Linked DNA regions of Columba livia: region 1 is linked to region 2. The links are chromatin contacts, called in public Hi-C maps. All regions are on one chromosome and are shown on one strand. Each heading gives the region's core, a stretch centred on a gene start, on an enhancer-like site or on the middle of the called end of the contact. The rest is flanking DNA. Distances are from core to core; before and after follow the strand shown. Region 1 overlaps ZDHHC17 (zinc finger DHHC-type palmitoyltransferase 17). Region 2 has its middle 17 kb from the start of ZDHHC17.

Region 1 (3,696 bases), core at 1,056-3,555, 69 kb before region 2:
AGCCATTTTCCACCCATTGAACCTCTGCAAAAGCTCTCTACCTCCATTTTCAATCTATCAAAGAAAATTCCTTAACTTGCAAAAAATAATAATTCACTGCCACCTCCTCCACCTCTTATATTTGGTTTTGCTTTTCTTTTTTAGTTTAGAAAAAGTTTATGAATCTAGTTTTTGTAATATGAATGTGTTTTGTTTTTTTTGTTTGTTTTTAACTGCTTAATTGTACCAATTGGCTTGTTACAATTTTTGAAACACTACGTTATTGTAACACCTGTGTGACAGCATGAAAATCATCATGAATTCTCTTACACCCAATTTTTACAATGATCCCGAATTGAAAAAGTGTGTAGTGTTTGTTTTCCTTCATCTAAAAGCCATCAATACATGAAGTATATTTGAAATAAGATAATCAAGTATTAGTCAATAACAAATTATTTAAAAATATAAGCTGGTTTGCACCATCTCATTACATCAGTACTGCAAGTAGTATGCGGTATCAAAAAAGTTTAATTAATGAAAGCTGCACACTCCCATTTGCACCAAATGGAAATGGTAGAACAACAAAAAAAAACCAACCCTACTGTGAATATTTTGAGTTACAGCAAACCCTGACATCTTACAAAAACAGAGCAGTATAAGAACCATCTGACACAACAGGCACTATTTGTTCAGCTGGAACTGAAAAGACTGTGTGAACAACTGAGATATGAACTCGGTACTTGTGCCCTGGACTTTTACAGGACACAAGAGAGAATTCTACCTATAAAGGCTAATGAAAGATAATGAAATGTGAAATTCTAGTCTCATGTTATTAAAAGTGTAATTTCAAATCTTTTTGTTTACTTGAAAAATAAAACTAAATTAAGATATGGTGATTTAGTGTGCAGGATTTTTGAGGGTTCCCCCCCCATTCTGCAAACCGCAGAAGATTAGAATACACTAACAGGGCAACACATAACTGTCCTTTCTTATGGGTAAAATACAGATAAAGGGGAAGCAATAATACAGCAGCACAACAGTGGCAGGGAAGGTTTAGACCATAGACTCATATACCTATAAATTCACAGATCATAACTTCCTCATTCCCAGCAAGAATAGGATTTCTATTTTAACAAATATACCAGAGTCAGAAGCTGCTGAGAAAAATCAAACAGAATGGAAACATTTACGAAAAGTCAGTACACTAGAACTATCTAAACTGTTTGAATTTACTCTCAAGCTTGGTCTTTTAGAAGACATATCATTAGCCTTAGAATTTATACTTAGTTTTCATATGATCACCCTGAAATTCAAGAAACCACACTGCTAATCTTTGGTTTTGTTTGTTCTTTATGACACATTGTTTCAACTGCCCTTTTCTGTCTCATTAGGATTAATCTCGGAAGACCAGATGTTCTTCCAGACACCTTCAGAATATCTGCAAGAAAATTCTTACCAAACACCTGAATACTAAAGTAACACTTGCAGCAATTAAGACTTTTGTATTACTTACAATACAAAGTTTCAATAATGCAATTAGTGATAGCTATTTAAGCTTAGAAACTTTTTTTCCGGAGCAGAAGATGGTCAGAATTCGTAAAAACTACCAGGCCAAGTTTCACCACTTGAATATTACAGAGTATAAAGTAGTACTCTGGTCTATCACAAGTAATCATATAAAGCTGTAAAAATAAAAGAACCCTTTCTCCAACCACAATGCTGTGCCTCATGCTATAAAAATAGAGCAGGCATGCGATTCCTTTTTTTTTTTTTTCCCCCAATAAAGCTACAGGGCAATTTTCCAGAAGAAGAATGAATTTAGAATCTTATTACAAAGACTTCCAATTAAAAATCATCAATTAAAGGAAGATGGCCTCAAGCAGTAAGTCTCTGAAACTGCTTGTCACAGAGAATTGTGTCAGCTCTAATGAAAGCAATTAGTAACCAAAGTTTTTAGACTACTACTTCTGTGTACAAAAAGGCTGTTGAAAAGGTTTTGAGGTACCTACCTTAAAATACAGAAGCAGTACATTATTTTATTGACATTCTGAAGTTAGGCTTTATTAGGGTAAATAACTGTCTATGGTTACTACTTCCAGTGGACAATGAACATTATTCTGTAAACCAAGAAAAAGCCCCAAAAAACAAAAGAAACTAACTTCAAGTTACATTAAGCAGAACGGCTACCAGACATAAAAATCTAAGCAACACGGTACAAATATGAAGAAAAATACAAGCTTCAGGATTAAAATCTAACAATTCGGCAGCCTTAAGGGACAGCTTTCTACATCAAAATAGAGATCGTCATCAATTGTGTTGGCTGGGCAGACATTTTAATATGGTCAAGGACTCTGATTTAAAGCTGTGCACATTCCTAGATGTGTCTCAAGCTGATGTTACATTAGCATGAAAAAGCATTCCACAGTAGCTCAACATTCACAACCCAAAACATGGGGCAGCATTAGCAAATGTGATTTTCTAAAGAAAACCTCCAAGGTACAGAGAGATGAGATTCAAAAGGGATATCACGCAGTTATAACCGCCACAGAAATTTGTATTTTACTATTTGCCAAAAGTTCGCTTTTCTTAATGAAAAGAACAGAAAAGCAATTTTAGTCTAGTGGTAGGACATGTTTATGCAGCTCCACTCCCTTGCATAAAAGCTGGAAAATACACTTCCGTTTTAAACTACTGCTTTCTAAAATGCTTTTCATATTCATTTTGTACGCGCTTTCCTCATTCTGCAGTTACTAGTAAATTTAATTGAGTAAAAAGACAGGAAATCAGGTCAGAGATGGGTAGCAGGACCAGCATTTCTAAGTAACTCTTTCAAGACATATTCATGCTAACATTGATATTATTTTATTTTTTTTTTACTTAACAGCTGCTAGATTTTTAAGTTTGTTTTGTTTGTTTTAGTTTGAAATAGCAGTCATCTCCAGCCACGTGGGACTGGTATTACTCACAGCAGCACCTTTGCAAAGACTGTCAGCATGGAAGACAAAGGCAGCATGGAAGCAGGGTCTCATCTCTGTTCTCAACCCAAAAACATCAGGCTCTTTTAGCTAAGGTCGGAGAACAGCTTAATAAGATGAAAAAAGGGTTGCATTGCTACTTTCCTAGTTCATGGTAATTCCTTTGAGGATGAAAAGAAAAACGGGTTTTAGAAAAGTCAAACCAACATCCATCATAAATATTAAGTTCATTTCAACTATCTACAACTGGAAGAACTGTATCAAACATATAATAAAACATTAATTTTCTATTTCATTTTCTTGGGTATTGTATTACAACACCCAAGAAAGTTGCCTAAAAAATTTAATCTATTTCCTTAAGGTGGATAACTGACATTCTTCAGTGAACTCTGAATAAATTTGTACCCCTGTGAGTACGAAAAGTTCATATCTAGGTAGACAGTCAAAAACCATAAAAAGATGGGCATATGCAGAATGTCTATCATTAGTGTTGTTAATACACACATCCTCAAAAACTGAAAATACAGTGAATATATTTACAGTTTGTATGAAATGAAATGCAATTAAAATTTTTCAAAGAACTAACTATAAAGCTGGAACCATGAAATTACTCACTGCTTTTCAGAAAAGCAGTGTCTAAAATGTCAATTACACTTTGTCACCTCAAAGTCACAGCATATTTTATAGAGTTGCTTAAGAAATTGGTAAAGCACAGGAAGTTTCACAGACTACTATAAGCCAG
Region 2 (4,077 bases), core at 1,400-3,899:
AGGTCAGCAGAAATGTGAAATGAATTTTTATGAGAATGCTGGACATCAAAACCTGGTCTCTCTCTTGCCTGGATTATCACTCCAGCTCTTCTTTCTGTATTTATGTTTTTTACTTCTAGTGGGAACAATTAAGAAGAAACAATGAACCTCTGCTGTCCTGACATAAAATCTGCTATAAAGTCTAGCCACTGGAAGAAAAGCTTAGAATCCATCAGGGAGAAAATACATCCTTCTGATAATTGTTTAGCCATGGCAGAGCACTGAGGACACTCTGAGGATATGAGGCATGAGATTAGAGATCTAATAAAAATGTCTGTAAAACAGAAAGTAATTGAGATGTTTTAGAATACATTCAGCAACCATGTACTGACAGAATAGGACAAAAAACTGTCAGTCTGCTTGAAAGAACAGAACCAGCAGCCTTGTAGTGTTCCCCTCAAGGACAATAGCAGCTTTTGTTTTTTCTGTACTGTACATTGAAGGAGTTTCCAGTTTTTAAAGCACAATAGCACCAGAGCAAGTTCTATCGAACATGAATAATTGAATTTTAATAAAAATGCAGAAACTCTCAAAATACAACTGAAGATTTGGAAAGCACTCAGAGAAAATACAAAGGCTAGATTTGCTACTCTTGCTCTCATATATATCCCTAAACTTGGCCTCCCTCCACAGAGACCAGTGAAGTTCTGCTGGTGCAAAACTTCCGCAATATTAGCAGTGAATCAGGTCCAGTATTTGCAGGAGCCACCTCTTAATAGAAAGGGGCAGTGGATATCTTTGCAAACACTGATGTAGACAGTATGATTCCATGAATACAGATGGAATTACTTAAGACTTGGTCAGTCAATGTTCTGATATGGGAATCTGCCCTTCCCTTTTGCTGCAGTGACACATTATCACTCTGTGTTTGTGCTTATTACATTGGACAATAATAAAGCCCAACACGGTCTCCAAAGGCATGAAGATTACCGTAGCCTGTTGATGTCCCAGATTGTTTGTTGCTTGCAGAGCTCATCTAAGGAGTGAAGCCAGGTCCTTCTCTATGCCAGTAGCCTTGTCTTAAGTTGGCAGAAATCTTAACAAATAGGTTGAGAAATGAAAAGAGGAACAGACTAAGACAAGGCACAAAATGAAGGGGTAGATTACGGGGTGGTGGGGGTTACATGAGAAACCAGAAAAAAGACCCGTGCATGGAAAGAAAAGAATCTGAGTCAATAAAGAGGAGAGAAAATGACAAAGAAACAATTAAAATGGGCAGTAAAACACAGAGAAAGGAGGGTACTAGAGGAGAAAAAGAGAGGTGGCTGGGGAAAGAATAGGGGCATTTCTCACCCATCATCTCTTGAAACATTTTTTTCTTTTTTGTCAAGTGTTTGTTAATCACAAAGTCACAGCTCTTCAGTTTTCGAGTTGCACTAAATCTTCTCCCACCAGATGTATACAGCCTGCGGGCTGGGCAAGGGAACAAGGAAGCCACAGAGTCTCATGCATCTGGAGGGAAATACTAGCCATAATCTTTTCTTTCTCTGTCATTAAGCAGTATTTGATTTTCAGCTTAGTCGACTTTGAAATGTCAAGAATAGTATCGAGGCTTTGGCCTGTTTCTAGTATTCACAAATCCCAGGCACTCAAAAATGGAAAAGAATTTACTTTCTTCCCCAGGGCTTTGCACAGAAAGGACATTTCCAAAAACAATGCAGGCAGGATTAGAAAATCAGGCAACAGAACCTTCTTGTTACCCAAGCAGCTGCTATTAAAACTGAAGACTCTGTGCACAGTGTGCCATTAGTGCCATTGCCTAAGAAGTGAGTGTTTAAGAGGAGCTTTACGCTCCCCATGTAAGCCTTTGAGAAGAAAGCCTCATGCAGACAATTCCTCTTATATAGCTATGTCTGCATTTCTTACTCTCCCACAGCAGGAGAACAAACCCTTTTTATTTAAAGTTCTGTGTATTCCTACTGGCTAGTCCTTGTTTCACCAAGGCTGGATGACATCCAGTAAGTGGTTAAAGATACTTGAGATGCAGAAAACATCCTGTCCTGTCCAGAAAAAGGCCTGTGTGTTTGCTGGATTTGAAAAACCATTGACTATTGATGACTCAGGATCACTAAGAACAGAAATCAATGCCATATGCCACTAGAAGGCTAGTCATCCAGTCTAGCTTTGCAAAGATACACAGCAGTTTGCCTTCTAGGCTCAGTGTTTCATGAGATTTTGAAGATTAAAAACACATTATTTTCACTAACATCCTCTCTCCTCACTTTGCCTCAGTGGTTCTGACCCAACTTAAATGGCCGTTGCCTTCAAGTGGTTTATGTTTGAAACAATGCCATGTTTCATCTGAAAACATATAATCACAACTTCCAAGCTATATGAAGGATTCATCTCCAGCTCCAGCAGTTTGTGGAAATGTTGGGTCCAAAGCTAATGCATGAATAGGAAGATATGAGTGAGCATTATCAGAATAGTATAATTTCAAAAGATGGTATTATTAACTGTATTCACTTATTTTGGAAAGATTCTGTTTAGACTTTAAGGTAGTCTCATAAGCAGATAAAGAAACATATCTAAAGATAAGAAGATTTAAGAGCAGCAGAGAAACAGGAAAATTAGATGGAAAGGGGGACACATGAGTTGTCCGAGCTCGCAGGGGGTGAGGCAGAAGGTGGGACTGCAAAGGAGCCTCTGGGTCATTGAATCCAATTCCCTGTGATCACACTGTGATGGCATTGACAGTAGACTCAGATGGATTCTCAGAGTACCTGCACCCCCACCTATATCTTATACTATAAAGCAGTCTCTGAGACCGTGTAACAATTGCAAGGCCACTGGTCCAAAAGGCAAAAAGCCTCAAAAATTACACCACGGCATCACTTTAAAAGAGAACAGAAGAGACACACAACACTGCCATTAGCTGAAACATCCCTGGAAAATTTTTAGCAGATGGACCCTACACCATGCCCTGCAGGAAAGCAAAAGCTGCTCAGCCTCTGCCAATCTGACACAAAAGAAAAACTTAATCCTTAACTAAACCCCAGATCTGGCAATTACTTTAGCCATTGGAATGTGAGCAAGATACGGCAACCAGAGCAACCCAAGAAGTCTGTCAGATTGTGGTCCTGACCTACCTCTAGTTGTGTCAAATCTACTGCATATCTGAGAAACTGGATCCACAGACCTTTCTCTCTGTCCATCCCTGGCCATGCCACTGCCAAATATCCCCTATAATAGAGGATATCAGGAATAAGGAGCAAAAATTTAGGGACATATACAAGAAATTGCTCTCCCTCATTTGTCGCTTGCTTTCCTGTTCAAGGCCAGACCCCAGAGCTGCAGCACTCCCAGAAGCCTGGCAAGAGAGTGGGAGATTTGTGCTTTGGTCCCAAAACCCTGGCCTGGTCTCATGATCAATGTAGGGACTACTGCACCATCCCTATGCCTGACCCAGGGCCTGTATCCCTTCTCCAATCACCTCACTGGTCATTTGGGGTCAGGAAAACTTCCTACTAGAGCCCTCTGCAAACCTATGTTTTAACAGTAAAGTATACGGACCCTACCCAGTGAAATTAAGCCAGCTCAGAGCTAGTTTACTCTCTCCTTCTATCTACAGCCACAGCCTTTGGCCTTCAATGTGTAAAAGTGAAATAATAAACTCCAACTTCACCTTAGGCCATCATACCCTGCCAGTCTGTGACTTAAATTCATCTAAGTAGTCTACCCTAGTGTTCACCCAAAACCTAGTCCAAAGACTGTCCAGCTCAAAGGATACTCTCCTGCCTTGCTGGCAACACCCTCCTTCCAACACGTCTAGTTCCAGCTCCAATCAAATTCTAGCCAGATAACCTTTGCTAGTAGCTAAAAGTTCAGAGTCCCTTTCCAGTTCTCCACATTTGAAAATATGAAAGTTTAAGACTCAAACAGTCCAACCTGATTCTAGGCTACTTTCTGCTTCCCTTGCCTGTTGGAAGTACAGAAAAAGAGAAATAGAATCAGTGCACAAACAATCCATTTTCCACCTGCACCTGCAATGAAATGCCAGCCTTCTCTGATGGAGGCAATATTTTCACTTGTAAGGAA

Evidence for each region. A called contact is a pair of places that touch in the nucleus more often than the background predicts.
Region 1: a contact with region 2 is called in a Hi-C map of liver, with 2.4 times the contacts expected there. The contact joins two enhancer-like sites.

Annotation. Positions count from the first base shown.
Region 1 is chr1:158,257,865-158,261,560 of bColLiv1.pat.W.v2, reverse strand. The region is part of intron 10 of ZDHHC17 (zinc finger DHHC-type palmitoyltransferase 17); the gene reads right to left. Among named protein-coding and RNA genes, the nearest start is that of CSRP2, 36 kb to the left of the region's middle. Within about 2 kb of position 2,305, at least 1 of the 3 cell types and tissues checked has an H3K27ac peak away from gene starts, as active enhancers do.
Region 2 is chr1:158,188,968-158,193,044 of bColLiv1.pat.W.v2, reverse strand. No RefSeq gene overlaps it. Among named protein-coding and RNA genes, the nearest start is that of ZDHHC17, 17 kb to the left of the region's middle. Within about 2 kb of position 2,649, at least 1 of the 3 cell types and tissues checked has an H3K27ac peak away from gene starts, as active enhancers do.